Regions from separate parts of the Sus scrofa genome. Here region 1 is linked to region 2. Evidence: chromatin contacts called from public HiChIP or PLAC-seq data. All regions are on one chromosome and are shown on one strand. The core of a region is the stretch at or near the end of the contact, and the rest is flanking DNA. Distances in the headings are between cores, read along the strand shown. Region 1 has its middle 34 kb from the start of NRROS. Region 2 overlaps PAK2 (serine/threonine-protein kinase PAK 2).

Region 1 (7,466 bases), core at 241-2,740, 100 kb before region 2:
TAGGCAGCTAGTGGTTACTGAATAGCACACATTTGCTGATCAAATGGCAAACATGGAAAGGTTCATATGGTACATAGATGAGGAAGTCCAAAATATCTGAAGGTCACCCATCTTTCTGAGGCTATTTATTCTAAAGGCAGCCGTGTGGTTTGGCAATAGCTTGGAGGTAATTTATGACAGAAGAATCTCCCTCAGTTCCTTCCTCCTTCAGCTAGGCAGCATCTTCCTGCTCCACAATCAAGATCAAGACAAAAGGCTGGAGTTCCCGCTGTGGTGCCGTGGGTTAAGGATCTGACGTAGCCACAGCTGTAGCTTGGCTGGATCCCTGGCCTGGGAATTTCCGTGTGTCACAGGTGCAGCCAAAAACAAAAAGACAAAAGGCTGATGCGAAAGGATTCCAGTTTTCACCATGATTATAAGGGTTCATTGTGAGTGAGGGCACTGACCAGGAAGATGACCCTCTGCCTGGGGAGGAGACTGTTTCTGGGCTGACCAAGTTTTTCAAATGCAGGACCCAACTTTTATAGATGTCTTTTCTCTGGAAAGAGAGAAAAGGTTAAAACATCCATAGACATAGTACTCACTCAGAGGCATACGAGTTGTGGAGACACTGACCCATTCACTCAAGGACGTCTAGAAGCTCAGGCAGTTCTTTGCCTTAGCCTTCGTTACCAGGAATAGTAGACAGGGGCCAGGTGAGCCCCAGGAAAGGCTGAAAACAGGGCCCTGGATAGTCCAGATGGAATTACACTTCTCAGGGCTCCTTAAAATGTGTCCTTAGTGACTGCTGCCAAGAGCTGCTGCGTCTTTCACTCACATCCTAGCCATGGCTCTTGTTCTAATCGTCCCATCTTCATGGCAGTGCAACGACTGTCCCCAGCGCCTTTTGGCTGTTTTTGGTCCTGTGATTATTCCTCAGGCCCTGAGTCCTGCAATCTCTCCCCTTCCAGAACCCTTCATATGAGAAACACGGACAACGAGGTTCCAAACTTCAGCTGTGTTGAACTCTCATCACTGTGACACACTGAATTTGTAGGAAATGATTCTCTCTCCCCAACACTTCCTTATTTCAAGGGTGTTTGGCTTATAAAGGGCAACATGAAAGAACCATTTTTCATATAACACGCAAAGCAATACTGATACCAGTTGAGTCCGTATCGCAATGATTAATATTTAGTAACTCTAGACAACAGTATCACACATGTTTCTGAAACCGAGAGGAGAAGTTTCTTGCAGAATCTCAAGCACTTTGGAGAAGTGGCCTTAGCAGAATGCATCTTGAAGACAGTCTTTCCCACAGAGCTCCAAAAACGGTGATCAGAGAGGAGGCGCGGAGAAGGTACACAGTCAAGCCAAACTTTAATGGAGATAAACCTGGCTCTAACACTGGAGTGGCCGCAAGAGTCCAACCCCAGGACAACCTCTGAGGCTCCAAGGGGGAAGTGGAGCTGTGTGGGGAGAGCACAGGGAGTGAGGGGGAGGGTCATGCTTTCTGGAGGGTGGGTGTGTTTCTTTCTTTTCCGGCTACTGTTATCAATGTGGTAAGCACATCCCTTCACAGATGCTCTGGAGAGGAAGCCCAGTGCTTCCTGTTGTCTTACCAATGTGGCAAAATGCAAGTGAGAAATAAAGAAGGGGAAAGGTGGGGGGAATGGGAAGCTCCTCCAAGGTGGATCAGAGATGCCAGCCTCTAGGAGGAAGTCCATCTCACCTTCTCCCAGAGAGGCGGCTGGGAGGACCCATCCTCAGCTGCTTCTCAAATCAATCAGGATCCAGAAAATAATCCCTCTCTAGAAGAAGGACATGTCTGAGAGACACTGGAATAGACAGCATAGTTGGAGATCTTAAAAGGAAGGATAAGGAAATATGTCTAGAGGGATACTGCCAAAGAAATAGACTCATCCCCCACTTACTGCCCTTCAAATCCTTCTATTTGTGAGGCTCTACCCCCAAAGTTTTGCAGTGTTGGAAAGAATCATTTAAATATCAGCTTCTGCCTTGTTTTGCTGCTATGAGCTCTTAGCCCTCTATGAGATGCTTGATGAGATTGAGCCGAAATAAAATCCTGGCCCCTGGGGTGAAGCACACAGGTGGTGCCAACAGGTTACCATATATTTACATATTTTCTATTTATAGCACCATAGTCAACATAAATACTGATATTTATTTATTTTTATCATCACACAACTTACCCCTTAAAAGAGCCTCCCCTCGCCTTGCTTTTCAGTGGTCACCTTTTTTCTTCTGTTCTTCAAAAGACCAACTTTATCCCTTTTGAAATTTGGTTTGGCCACATACCTTCCCCATGTCCTCCTCTTAGATAATATTTTTTTGGAGATCTGTGAGAAAGGCTGTTTTCAGACTGAGATTCTGCAGGACACTTACACTTTTCAAGCCAACCCTGAATTTCTTGAGCTAGACTTCTTCAACAACATTATCTCCCTCTGTTGCCCCTATTTCACATCCTACTACATCCTTCCTTTGACAGAAAGATAACAACAAAAATTCCACTTTGATCATAACCGTCATTGAGCAAAGGAAACCCCCTCCAGTTTTTGAATTTTCAAAAAAGATATGTGTTCCCCTTGAAAGGAAAGTCGGCTTTGCATCCTCAACACCACTTCCTACGGTTAGGAAAACAAGCAAGTATTGATGCCTGGTAGGTGGAGACAAAGGCAGAGGCAGGGACATCTTTGTTGCTTGCATCACGCTACATTCTTTTTTAATTTATTTTTTTGCCACATCCAGCTGCATTTCTAAAGATGATGTTTTCTTACTTCTCTCTTCTTTACCAAAAGTTCCAATGGTATTTAGATTATCTTCTTGGCGTTCCTGTTGTGGCTCAGTGGTTAACGAATCCAACTAGGAACCATGAGGTTGCGGGTTCCATCCCTGGCCTTGCTCAGTGGGTTAAGGATCTGGCGTTGCCATGAGCTGTGGTGTAAGTTGCAGACACGGCTCGGATCCCATGTTGCTGTGGCTCTGGCGTAGGCCTGTGGCTACAGCTCCGATTCGACCCCTAGCCTGGGAACCTCCATACGCCATGGGAGCTGCCCTAGAAAGGCAAAAAGACCAAAAAAAAAAAAAAAAAAAAAAAAAAAGAATCAGTCTACTTAATGGATCTAGAGAAACTAATTGCCCAAGATAAGGCAAGAGACATAGGTCTTTACCTAAGTATCAGTTTTCACATGAACTTTAAAACCATTTGGATATGTGTATGAGCATAGATGAATGAAGAAATGACACATACAAAAGAGGGTTCAAAAGTGGGGAAAGAATGAGATATTACCTGAGTTCCCGCATGGCTCAGTGGTAACGAACCCGAGTAGTATCCATGAAGATTCGGGTTGGATCCTTGGCCTTTCTCAGTGGGTTAAAGAATCCTGTGTTGCTGTGAGTTGTAGTGTAAGTCAAAGACTAAGCTCGGATCTGACACTGCTGTGGCTGTGGCCAGCGACTATGGCTACAGCTCTGATTTGACCCCTAAACCTGGGAACTTCCATGTGCCAAGGGTGCAACCCTCAAAAAAAGAAAAAAGAAAAAAAAAAAAGAATGAGATATTCCCATTTTGTAAATGTTAAAGGAATAAAAAAAATCTTAGCAGAACAGTAGAAATTTGAAATGTAGAAAAGTATGAAATAGTTCATTGCAAATGTTATCAATAGGGCAAATTAATTTCAGGAAAAAAGATTTAAAAGGGGAAGAAAGTCAAATACATGAATTTGTAAAGACAGTTGCATTTTGAGATGAAAGAACTGTTTGCATAAGGAATGTGTCTACAAACAAGAAATTTCTGAAGTCAGTCCCTGGAATGTGATCCTGTGTTGTGAAGAGAATGAAAGTACCATCTTTCCAAAAATGTGCTTTGTTTATTTTTGGCTACTGGTAATTTTACTGAGGCTTTCAAGGTGGGGAGAGCTTCCTACAACTACTGAGCTCTCTCTGGGTTTTTTGGGTCCCCACTTCACACCCTCATTTCCCCCAGGAGGCAGAGCATCTCTCTTTGTTCTACCTTTTTAGTTTACTCAGACCAATGGTGAACTCTTTTAACAACTGGATTTTTTTTTTTTTTCTTTTTGACAGCTGTTAACTTGAGTATGCTCCCCTATTTGGCACTTAAGATCTTGAGAATAGGTACAATTTGTTTCCCAGGCTTCAAAGAAAGAATATGGCTGATACTTAATTATGTGAGAAGCTCATCCTCTGGTGGCTGGCATGGAATTCCTGTTGGGTCATCACTAAATGTATCATCTTTTTCCTTCCTGATTCTCTCTCCACTTTGCACCCACTCATCCCCTTCCCCTTTGCCTTTCATTTTTAAGTGCTTTTCTTGGATATATTTTTGTGAATTCATAGCCAAATTTTACTTCTTTGGGGGGGATTATCCTTCCAATGTTGATTTCTTTGCCGCATAAATGTAAATCTCTGTATACCCTTGCAAAATGTTGAACTTACTATTTATTTTCGTATTTTGCTCGTTGTTCTAATCATCGAATAATTTCGAGAGCTGTGATCTGTTGCTTGGTAACCAAGATGGTGACTGCCATGGCTTGTTTGTTAAGATTTAACTGGTGCCTGAACTTTCATGTCCTCGAGGTTTGTTCATTTTCAGAGGACAATTTAAGTTTGAGTTGCTCGCTCAGACTACTAGGTTCCCGTCTTACCAGGTTTCAGTATTAAATTCTAGATTTTGCTTAACCTCTGGTGCTGGATAACAGTGTTTAATCGCCTCCTTTGATATAACTGAGTGGAGCTTCTCGAGGAGGCTGGTGTCAAAGGAGGGAGGGTTGCCGGCTGAATGGTCCCGTTCTTTTGAGTCCTCAATGGCTAACAATTTCTGTCTTTCATGGGACATCTGTTTTTTTCCCAATCCCAAGCTACTCTATGCCACATAGGTTTTTGTTTGTTTGTTTGTTTGTTTGTTTTAGCTTAACATTTGATGATAAGTCTCTCCACTCAGTTTCTAAGCTCTGATAGGTAGTCTTAGGTCAGCTGTAGAATCTACTCTGAGATTGCCCAAGGTAGAAGAGCAGCACTGGGGTAACAAAGAGCCTTAAACTGGGAGGTTAGACTTGACTTCTAACTCAACATGCACCCTTAAGGCACGCATTTCTCTCCTGGACTTCACCTTTCCACTTACAAAAATAAGGAGGTTGAACTAGATAATCTCTTCAGTGACTTACAAATGCAACATTCCGTAATTCTTTTTCTTTCTTTTTTTTTTTTTTTTTTTTTTTTTTTGCCTTTTAGGGCCACACCTGCGGCATTTGGAAGTTCCCAGGCTAGGCCTCGAATCAGAGCTACAGCTTCTGGCCTATGCCATAGCCACAGCAACACCAGATCCGAGCCACGTCTGTGATCTACACCACAGCTCATGGCAACACCAGATCCTTAACCCACTGAGCGAGGCCAGGGATCGAACCTGTGTCCTCATGGATGCATGGATACTAGCCAGGTTCGTTAACCACTGAGCCACGCAGGGAGCTCCCAACATTCCATAATTCTAAGGAGCATTCTGTTTAGCTCTCTGGATAAAGCAGGCAAGTATTTATAAATAAAATATTAATAATTAAAATCATAAAGGATGGAGGGGGTCAGCCTAGTTAAGAAACAGAGCAATTTGGAAGTGACTAGTTTGCTGATGGCCCGAAGATGGTGATGAAGTGGGCTTACCGTAATTCTTTTACCTACTTTTATCTCATTGTGCCTATAACTGTGAGCTTCCGGATTTGTGAGAACACTTACCTGGATTTGTTTGTTTGTTGCCTGCAAAGATTTTAGCCAACTCATATCCATTCCTGGTCCAGTAATCCTCTGAGACTAGTATGTTTCTGATCTACCCTTCTCATTGGGGTCTCAGGATGCACCTAAGGGATATTGGTCAGGAACCTCCCTCTTAATGCCCCTAAAATGGGCTGGAATTCCCCTCTGCCACAAACCAACTGACAGAAACCGAGGAGCACAGGGCAAGAGGAAGGTTAGAAGTTACCGAGCATGACAAGGGGTGCTCTGCTGGAGAACTGCCCACGGATTTCTTGGTATCAGTCAACCAGAGCTTAAAAAAAAAAAACCCGCCTCATCACCCCACCCATACATCCTCAAATCTGACGTCCTCATCAGGGAATCATAGCTCAGCATCTTCTCTATGATTTCAACATCGTAGACCATTCAGGTTTGTTAACTTTTAAGAATATTCATTCATTTGCTTGGGGCTTATTTCAAGCCCAAGTGCACAGAAATACTTTACTTTTGTGCCATGCCCTCCAGTGTTCTGTAATGAGAGGGACCAGGCACAGAGCCCGAAGACATTCATTCATTCGGCAAATATTTATTGAACCCCTGCCTTGTGCCAGGCACTACTTAGCCCTGAGGATACAGAACAAAGCTATTTTTCTTCTCAATGACTGCACTTATAATTACGTTTCTTCACTTCCATCTCCCAGACCCTCCACTGTTCCTGATGCTCCTGAGTATCCAGAGCTGAGTACTGAACCACTCTGGTTAACATGGGCTTGAGGTAACTCCTTGCTGTACTGAAGCACTAACCAAAAGGGTGTGGCACATGTGTAATAGAAGCTATTTTCTTTAGCTTTCTTAATTTATTGTGCTCCTGAGAGAGCAGTTTCTGTTCCTGTGTCAACCATGCACTTGCCACACACAATGCAAATCAACACGATGGCCCTTTCTAGTCTTGATCCCAAAGCTGGATGACACAGAACATCAATCAATCATGGATCCAGTCATCCAAAAGACACTTCAGTCCTGCCTCTGAGCCCTCAGAATCTCTGCTAGTCAACAGCTTGTTTACTTTCAAATCGGTTCTTTACCCTTCCCGGCTTTGCTTTGTCTCTATCCATACTAATATAGAGAAATGATTAAATAAATAAATAAATAAATGGAGTCAAGAGAGAAGGATAGAAGAATTCTTGAAACATGCATATAGATGCTCCCCACTCTAGGAGGTAAAGCTTGGCCTCCTCCCATCCCCCTTGCTTTTGTGTGGGCTGGACTTAGTGACACTTCCAAGAGAGAGAATGTGGAGAAGGGGAAACAGTAGCTTTACAGTGGGGAGACCTGGCCAATATTACTTTAACCAAGTGATCAAATTTAACATCACGAGGGGTGTCATGCAGATATTAAGGACCTCGATATGATGTGATGAGATGGACACATCACCTAGTGATATTCTTTCCAAAACCCCATAATCTCAGTCTAATCATAAGAAGAACATAAGAAAGGAGTTCCCGTCGTGGCTCAGTGGTTAACGAATCCGACTAGGAACCATGAGGTTGCAGGTTCCATCCCTGGCCTTGCTCAGTGGGTTAAGGATCCGGCGTTGCCGTGAGCTGTGGTGTAGGTCGCAAACACAGCTTGGATCCTGCATTGCTTTGGCTGTGGTGTAGGCCGGCAGCTGCAGCTCCGATTCGACCCCTAGCCTGGGAACTCCACATACCCTGGGTGCAGTC
Region 2 (7,168 bases), core at 1,905-4,404:
TTTCCCTCTTTCCCTCAGTACTCTTACTTTCTCCATCTATATCTGCCCCATGGTGGTTTCTTTCTTTTCCCCTAAATTAAATGAGGTACAGGAGTTGCCGTTGTGGCCCAGTGGGTTAAGAACTCACCTAGTATCCATGAGGATTTTAGATCCCTGGCCTCTCTCAGTGCGTTGAGGATCCAATGTTGCCACAAGCTGTGATGTAGGTCACAGATGGTGGCTTGGATCCCAAGTGGCTGTGGCTGTGGTGTAGGCCAGCAGCTGTAGCTCTGATTTTACCCCTAGCCTAGGAACTTCCATATGCTGCAGGTGTGGCCCTTAAAAAAAGGGGGGGGGAGAGATAATTTATATATGATAAAACCTACCCCTTAAAAGATGTCCAATTAGGTGGGTTTTGTTGTTGTTGTTTTTATCATATTCACAATGTTGCAAAACTGTCACTATTGTCTAATTGCAGAATATTTGCATTATTGCAAGGAGTTATCTTGAAACCAGTAGCAGTCACTCATTTTTCTCCAAACTATACTTCCTCACCACAGGCAACTCCTGATCTATTTTCTATCTATAAATTTGTCTATTCTGGACATATAAGCAGATTCATATAATATGTGATCCTTTGTGACTGCTTTCTTTTCATTTAGCACAAGGTTTTCAAGGTTCATCCATATTGTAGCATGTATGAGTACTTCATTCCTTTTAATGGCTGAATAATATTCCCTTTTAAGGATAAGCCACATTTTATTCAGGAGTTAATGGAAATTTGGGTTTCTTTCACTTTTGACTAGTGTAAATAGTGCTTCTGTGAACTTTTGTATATAGATTTTTGTGTGGACATACTCTAATTTCTTTTGAGTATATACATAGGAGTCGAATTGCTGAGTCATGTGGTAACTTCATGTTTAACCTTTTGAAAAGCTACCAGACTTTTACAAAGCAACTGCACCATTTTGCAATCCTGCCAGTATATGAGGATTCCAGTTTCTCCACATCCTTACTAACACTTGCTATCTTGTCTTTTGATTATAGCCATCCTAATGGGTGTGAGATGGTATCTCATTGTGGTTTAATTTGCATTTCTCTGATCACTAATGATGTAGATTTTTTTTTCAGGTGCTTATTGGCCATTTGTATATCTTCAAATAATTTGGGAAAGCATTTTATATTGAGAAGTGAATGTTTTAGATCAATGCTTCTTAGAAACTTTCTGTAATGGACTAATAACTTTTGTAAAGTACCATAGAATGGAAATGGAAGAAAAACAAGATATAAAATACAATCCTTCTTGGTTATTGTTAGAGTCAATAGCAAATTATTCTGTCAAATTGCTCTAAAAGTTTCTAAACTTAGCCTCAATTTTTATATTTCATTGAGTACTCGTAATAAATAGTTACTCCACGTAACACTTTTCCAGAGGTAGTGCTTTAAATTACTAAAAGGCATTTGAGAAGTAGTTCAGCTTTTTTCCATGTTTGAATTCAAGACAATTGGTTGACTCTTATTTTCTCACTCTGGCTATAGCTACCAGTTTTAATTTACTATTGAATTAATTCCACAGAGTGCTGGTTTTGAGGCTTGATGAAAAGAGGCACATCAAACAGATTTTATACAAGCTAGTTACATTTTATTGGGATAAGCTGGAGGGTACAGTTTTAGTGAAAGATAAAGCAAATTGGGTTTGAGGCCATTTAGGGTAGCCTTCTGACCCTTTCCCTGTTTTCCTCATTGGAGATACCCTCAGTTTTGATAACATTGTTCTTGAAGGGGTTTCTGCTAGGTGTTCAGAAGCACAGAGTAGAAGCTTACCATAAAGCCTCTTACACCTCGGACCATGTCACCCTGAAATCCCAGCTTAATGATTTGTTTTGTGAATAATTTGTCACTTGGCTGTCGTATCCTCATTCGGAGCATATTTTTTTTACTTCGTTGTTCACATTTATAAAAAAAAAATAGGCATTATTCGTGCTCAACCCCTTTGTGACCCTGTAGCCATGTACAGACTATGAGCATGAGCAGTTCATTATCTCCTGTCTTACAAGGTCTCGAAGGTCTAAGTCCACAGGCTGGTCCTGACTTTGAAACCTCATAGGAACACTGAGGAATATGTTTTTATACTATCCAAATTCTTTATGCCTTTGGTGGTGACAATTCTGAAAAAAAAAGGGAGGTTATTAGATCATGTTTATAGTGGTCTTAAACTAATGAGAGTGTATAGATTATGAATCATTTGAAGTGTGATTGATTTTCAACATTTGTTGATGCCTTTGTGTTAAAAAGCGTTATGTTACACAATGTCGGATTTTAAAAAAAATTTATTATAGTTGACCTACAATGTTCTGTCAATTTCTGCTATAAAGCAAAGTGACCCAGTTACACACACACACACACACACACACACACACACACACACGTTCTTTTTCTCCTGTTATGTTCCATCACAAGTGATTGGATATAGTTCCCTGTGCTATGCAGCAGCAGGACCTCATTGCTTATCCACTCCAGATGCAATAGTTTGCACCTGTTAACCCCAAATTCCCAGTCCATTCCACTCCCCCCCCACACACACAGGGTCAGATGGATGCAGAGAAGTAGACAAGTGTTCCTTGGCAGCTAGGAGTTTATAATCTTATAGAAAGAAGTTAGAAATCAGCTGACTGAAGTTCAAGGAGGTAAGTTTCAAACTAATGGATATAACTGTATCACTCTGGGTCCAAGCCTTGGAGAAACCATACAGTAATTTGAACATGGAAAGAATTGACTGGAGCAGGAGAATGGAAGAATGAGGGATTCTAAAGAACATTGAATAACAGAAATAAGGAGCAGCTTAAGGAAGAGCCCTCTTAGCTCCAGAAGCCAGAGGTCCAGACTTCATTGGAGAGAGCATGGCTGTAGATCACTGAATGGCAGAGAAATTGATGTGGTGCCGTGTTGGTGGGATGTACTGTACATCTGTTCCCTAGGGTGCTAGGGAACGCTGTCCACAAGGAGGTGATAACTCCACTATAAAACCTCCCAAAAAGAAAGTGTGAGGAAGCTGCTGGCTGCTGGGCATGCTGCTGTCCATCTTGGCCTGTAGAAGTTAGGTGCTAGAGGAGAGCCTGTGAGCAAGGGCACCAGAACCAGGAAGCAAAAGGTCTCTCCTGTAGTGTCTCTCTTGCGCCCTCTACTGATTAAGCTTAGCATTGTGCCAGCTGACCAAAGAAAAGTACTTACAGGTACCAGGTCTATTTTCAGTAGGCAAAAAAGATGAATGTGGAAATAAGAGACGCTAAATAAATCAGTAATCAGCATGGGCACGGTATTAGTGCAGCAGGAGCTCAGAGAAGGAGTAGACATCATATCAGGTTATGACAGTTAAGTGCTATTTGAAAGAGCTCTTGTAACAGGAGTAAGTTTTGTGGGTTTTTTTTAACTGAACATGACTTAATCTTTTTCTCATTAGAAAAACAGTACATGTTCATTTTATAAAAATTAAAATATAGAGAAGTATCTTTGTCTATAGTCTACAAAGAAGGGAAAAGTGCTGAGCTCTATTAGCCATAAAGCGAACCAGTGTTAATTGATGAAACATGGCTAGGTAGTGGATGTAGTAGGGTGGAAAAGCTTTCTGTGATGGTGCTTGCTGCTGCTTTTGTATCTTTGTTTATAGGGAAGAAAAATGGCTTTGAGATAAAATCATGCTCACAAATTATATAAACTAGCATTTTGAGGAAATTTCTATCTTTGGTGTTTATATGAGATTTATTTATGTAACTTTTTTCAAAAGCTTGTTAAATAGACAATCACTAGACATCACTTTTGTGCTCTCGAAGCAACCATCAGGAAGAGATTTTGTGTTGTAATCACACAGATGGAATGTTTTATCTTAGAAGTCCCTTGTGCTTTTCTCCTCTTTGCTCAAAGATTTCCATATAAATGCCCCTCCGAGGGATAGGGTTCTAGGAGACTTGATCTGAGAAAATAAATTGAAAACTGAATCTTGCCCTTGTTGAGGTATGGGGATTAATCCTCCCCTATATAGGAAAGACTACGGGATTCTCATGAACGAGAAAGACTGTCTAATACTGTATCATGGGTATTGCCATCTATACTTTAAAAGTTAGACAGTAGTTCTAAAGAATGAAAATAAGTTCTTGAGGAGTTCCCACTGTGGCTCAGCGGGTTAAGGACCTGACACGTTGTCTCTGTGAGGATGCAAGTTCAATCCCTGCCCTTGCTCAGTGGGTTAAGGATCAGGCATTGCCGCAAGCATGCGTTGTTGCTGTGGTTGTGGCATAAGCCTCATCTGCGGCTCCTATTTGACCCCTAACTTGAGAACTTCCATATGCCACAGGTGTGGCTATAAAAAGAAAAACAAAGCAAAGTTATTGTGTTATCCTCATCTGCGGCTCCTATTGGCAGTTCCTCTGGCCTGGGAACTTCCATATGCTGCAGATGGGGCTGTAAAAAGAAAAAGAAAACAAAAAAACAAAGTTGTGTATTAATCAACAGCTGGCTCATAAATGATTAGAACATGGAATGTTAGGCCTGTTTGCAGAGAAATATCCTGTACCACTAAATTCAGACTAGTTCATGTTGACTTGTCAGCCTTTTAACAAGGTTGGTACACAAGTGAATTGTTTGCTTTCCTGTTTTTGATAAAATTAAGAAAATATTAAAACTTTTAGTTTTTAAAACTTTTAGGTACAATATTTGACTTAGAAATATCTGCCTTAAAGATAACCACTTGTCAGAGGAGTTTCTCTTGTAGCTCAGTGATAATGAACCTGACTAGTATCCATGAGGATGTGGGTCCGATCTCTGGCCTCCCTCATTGGGTCAAGGATCCGGCATTGCAATGAGCTGTGGCATAGGCGGGCAGCTGCCGCTCTGATTCTACCCCTAGCCTGGGAACTTCCCTATGCTGTGGGTTCAGCCCTAAAAAGAAAAGGAAGGGAAAACAGTGTCCTTAGACCTTAATATCCCAATAAACCTGGTTGTCCTTCCCTAAAAAAACAAAACAAAACAAACACACACACACAAAACTTGTGTCTGTGTATGAGAGGACACAGAGTTCTCCGGTTTGAAAGATTTAGAACTGTCCAATCTGAACTTGTTGCAGTGATGGAAATGTTCTGTATCTGTGGTGTCCAATGTGGCCGATATGACGAAGAAACAATTTTACTTCATTAAATTCATTTAAATAGCCATGTATGGCCCACCCATATTGGATAGCAGAGTTTATAGAGTGGTGTGTGCATAAGGAAAATATATTAAAAGTAAATAATTTGAGGACGACATTAAGAGCAACTTCCCATTCAGGTGAAAGCAAGAGGAAGCACAACTTAGCAGAGCCTAGCAAGGCATAGTTTGGGGCAGGATGTTGACCTTCGTTTGAGGATTATCCTTTAATTTGTAGGTCAGGTGCACCTTAAAAAACACCCAGGGAGGATTTCCCCTGTGGCACAGCAGAAACAAATCCGACTAGGAACCATGAGGTTTCAGGTTCGATTCCTGGCCTCGCTCAGTGGGTTAAGGATCCGGCGTTGCCATGAGCTGATGTGGCTCAGATCTGGTGTTGCTGTGGCTGTGGTGTAGGCCGGCAGCTGTAGCTCCAATTAGACCCCTAGCCTGGGAACCTCCACATGCCGTGGGTGCGGCCCTAAAAAGACCAAAAAAAAAAAAAAAAAAAGCGTATTCTCTGGCGATGTCTGTTTCTGTAACATTACTTTACACAGCTTTTCTCCATTCATTTTATTTTATTTTATTTTATTTTTTATTTTTTTTTTTGTCTTTTTGCCATTTCTCGGGCCGCTCTCGTGGCATATGGAGGTTCCCAGGCTAGGGGTCGAATCGGAGCTGTAGCCACCGGCCTACACCACAGCCACAGCAACACAGGATCTGAGCCGCGTCTGCAACCTACACCCCAGCTCACGGCAACGCCGGATCCTTAACCCACTGAGCAAGGGCAGGGACCAAACCTGCAACCTCATGGTTCCTAGTCAGATTCGTTAACCACTGTGCCACGACGGGAACTCCCTCCATTCATTTTAGTATGCGTTTCTTGAGCACATACTGTGTGCCAAACTCTACTGTGGGCTGGGAATACAAAGATTAATAAGGCATAATTGCTATATTTTGCATTTTGGTTGGGATTAAGGGGGAGAGAGTCTCGGGGTAGAGAGAAAGTTTTCTTTCTTTATTTTGGTGGTGCCTGTGGCATGAAGAAGTTCCCAGGCCGGGGATGGAACCTGAGCCACAGCAGTGACAACACTCGATCCTTAACTGCTAGGCCACCAGGGAACTCCAAGGGAAACTTTTAAGGGTTCCCCTTTTTAAAAAATCAGTTTGATTCTGCATAGAAATATTCTTTTTTAAAAAGTTTGCTTACCTTTTAAAAGCCATTTTTCTTAAAGCAAAGAGAAATTTTCACCTTTTTGTCTTTGCCAGATTTTTCCCTCCCATAAGTAGAATGCAGCCTCAAAATTCTCATCATGACATACAGGATGATGTGGCAGCCAGACACTCAGGAACATTTAGAGTAGCTCTGTGAGGTGAAGCCTGCTTGCTGTTTGTGACCTATAGGTAGTACCTGGAGTATCATTCCTCTGCCTTTTATCTGTGGAAGCTATCTGTCTCATATGTCATTAATCAAGTCATGCTCTTTCATAAGTTATTTTGAAATGATGGAAATAATCTCTTACCCCTCTGTAGTCATGCAATTGTTCAGCAGATTTTTATTTATTGATTGCCTTGCCTGTGCTGGGTCCTGTTGAACCATGAGCAGGGATGCGAGGCATGTTACTGTGGACTGAGACAGTTATGAGCCCATATGCACCCTCAGTCTCTATGATTTTGGTGGTGGCTTGCTAAGATAGTGGAACTTGGACGTGGCAGCAGCCTAGATCCATAAATCACCTTAAAGAGAAGAACTAACCCTCAGGCTTAGTGTTCCCTAGAAGTAAAATTTTGTTGTGTTAAACCATTGAGATTTGGGGATGTATTTGTTAACTAGTGCATAGCCTAGCCCAGCCTAATACAGGGTTATTTTCAGTCATTTGTGGTTAGGACAGTACTGCTATGAATATTCTTTTTATTTTATTTTTTGTCTTTTTAGGGCTGCACCCATGGCATATGGAGGTTCCCAGGCTAGGGGTCAAATCCAAGCTGTAGCCACTGGCCTACACCATGG

What was found. HiChIP or PLAC-seq counts read pairs in DNA pulled down with a chosen protein or histone mark.
Region 1: an H3K27ac HiChIP or PLAC-seq map of alveolar macrophages shows a contact between it and region 2. The contact joins two enhancer-like sites. A contact is called at or near these places in 4 of 47 Hi-C or Micro-C datasets (blood, embryonic fibroblasts and skeletal muscle) and 1 of 2 datasets of contacts at active chromatin or transcription factors (alveolar macrophages).

Annotation. Positions count from the first base shown.
Region 1 is chr13:133,458,790-133,466,255 of Sscrofa11.1, reverse strand. No RefSeq gene overlaps it. Among named protein-coding and RNA genes, the nearest start is that of NRROS, 34 kb to the left of the region's middle. Within about 2 kb of position 1,490, at least 8 of the 83 cell types and tissues checked have an H3K27ac peak or open chromatin away from gene starts, as enhancers often do. A contact at or near this core is called in alveolar macrophages, where this site is marked.
Region 2 is chr13:133,358,032-133,365,199 of Sscrofa11.1, reverse strand. The region is part of intron 1 of PAK2 (serine/threonine-protein kinase PAK 2); the gene reads left to right. Among named protein-coding and RNA genes, the nearest start is that of PAK2, 22 kb to the left of the region's middle. Within about 2 kb of position 3,154, at least 7 of the 83 cell types and tissues checked have an H3K27ac peak or open chromatin away from gene starts, as enhancers often do. A contact at or near this core is called in alveolar macrophages, where this site is marked.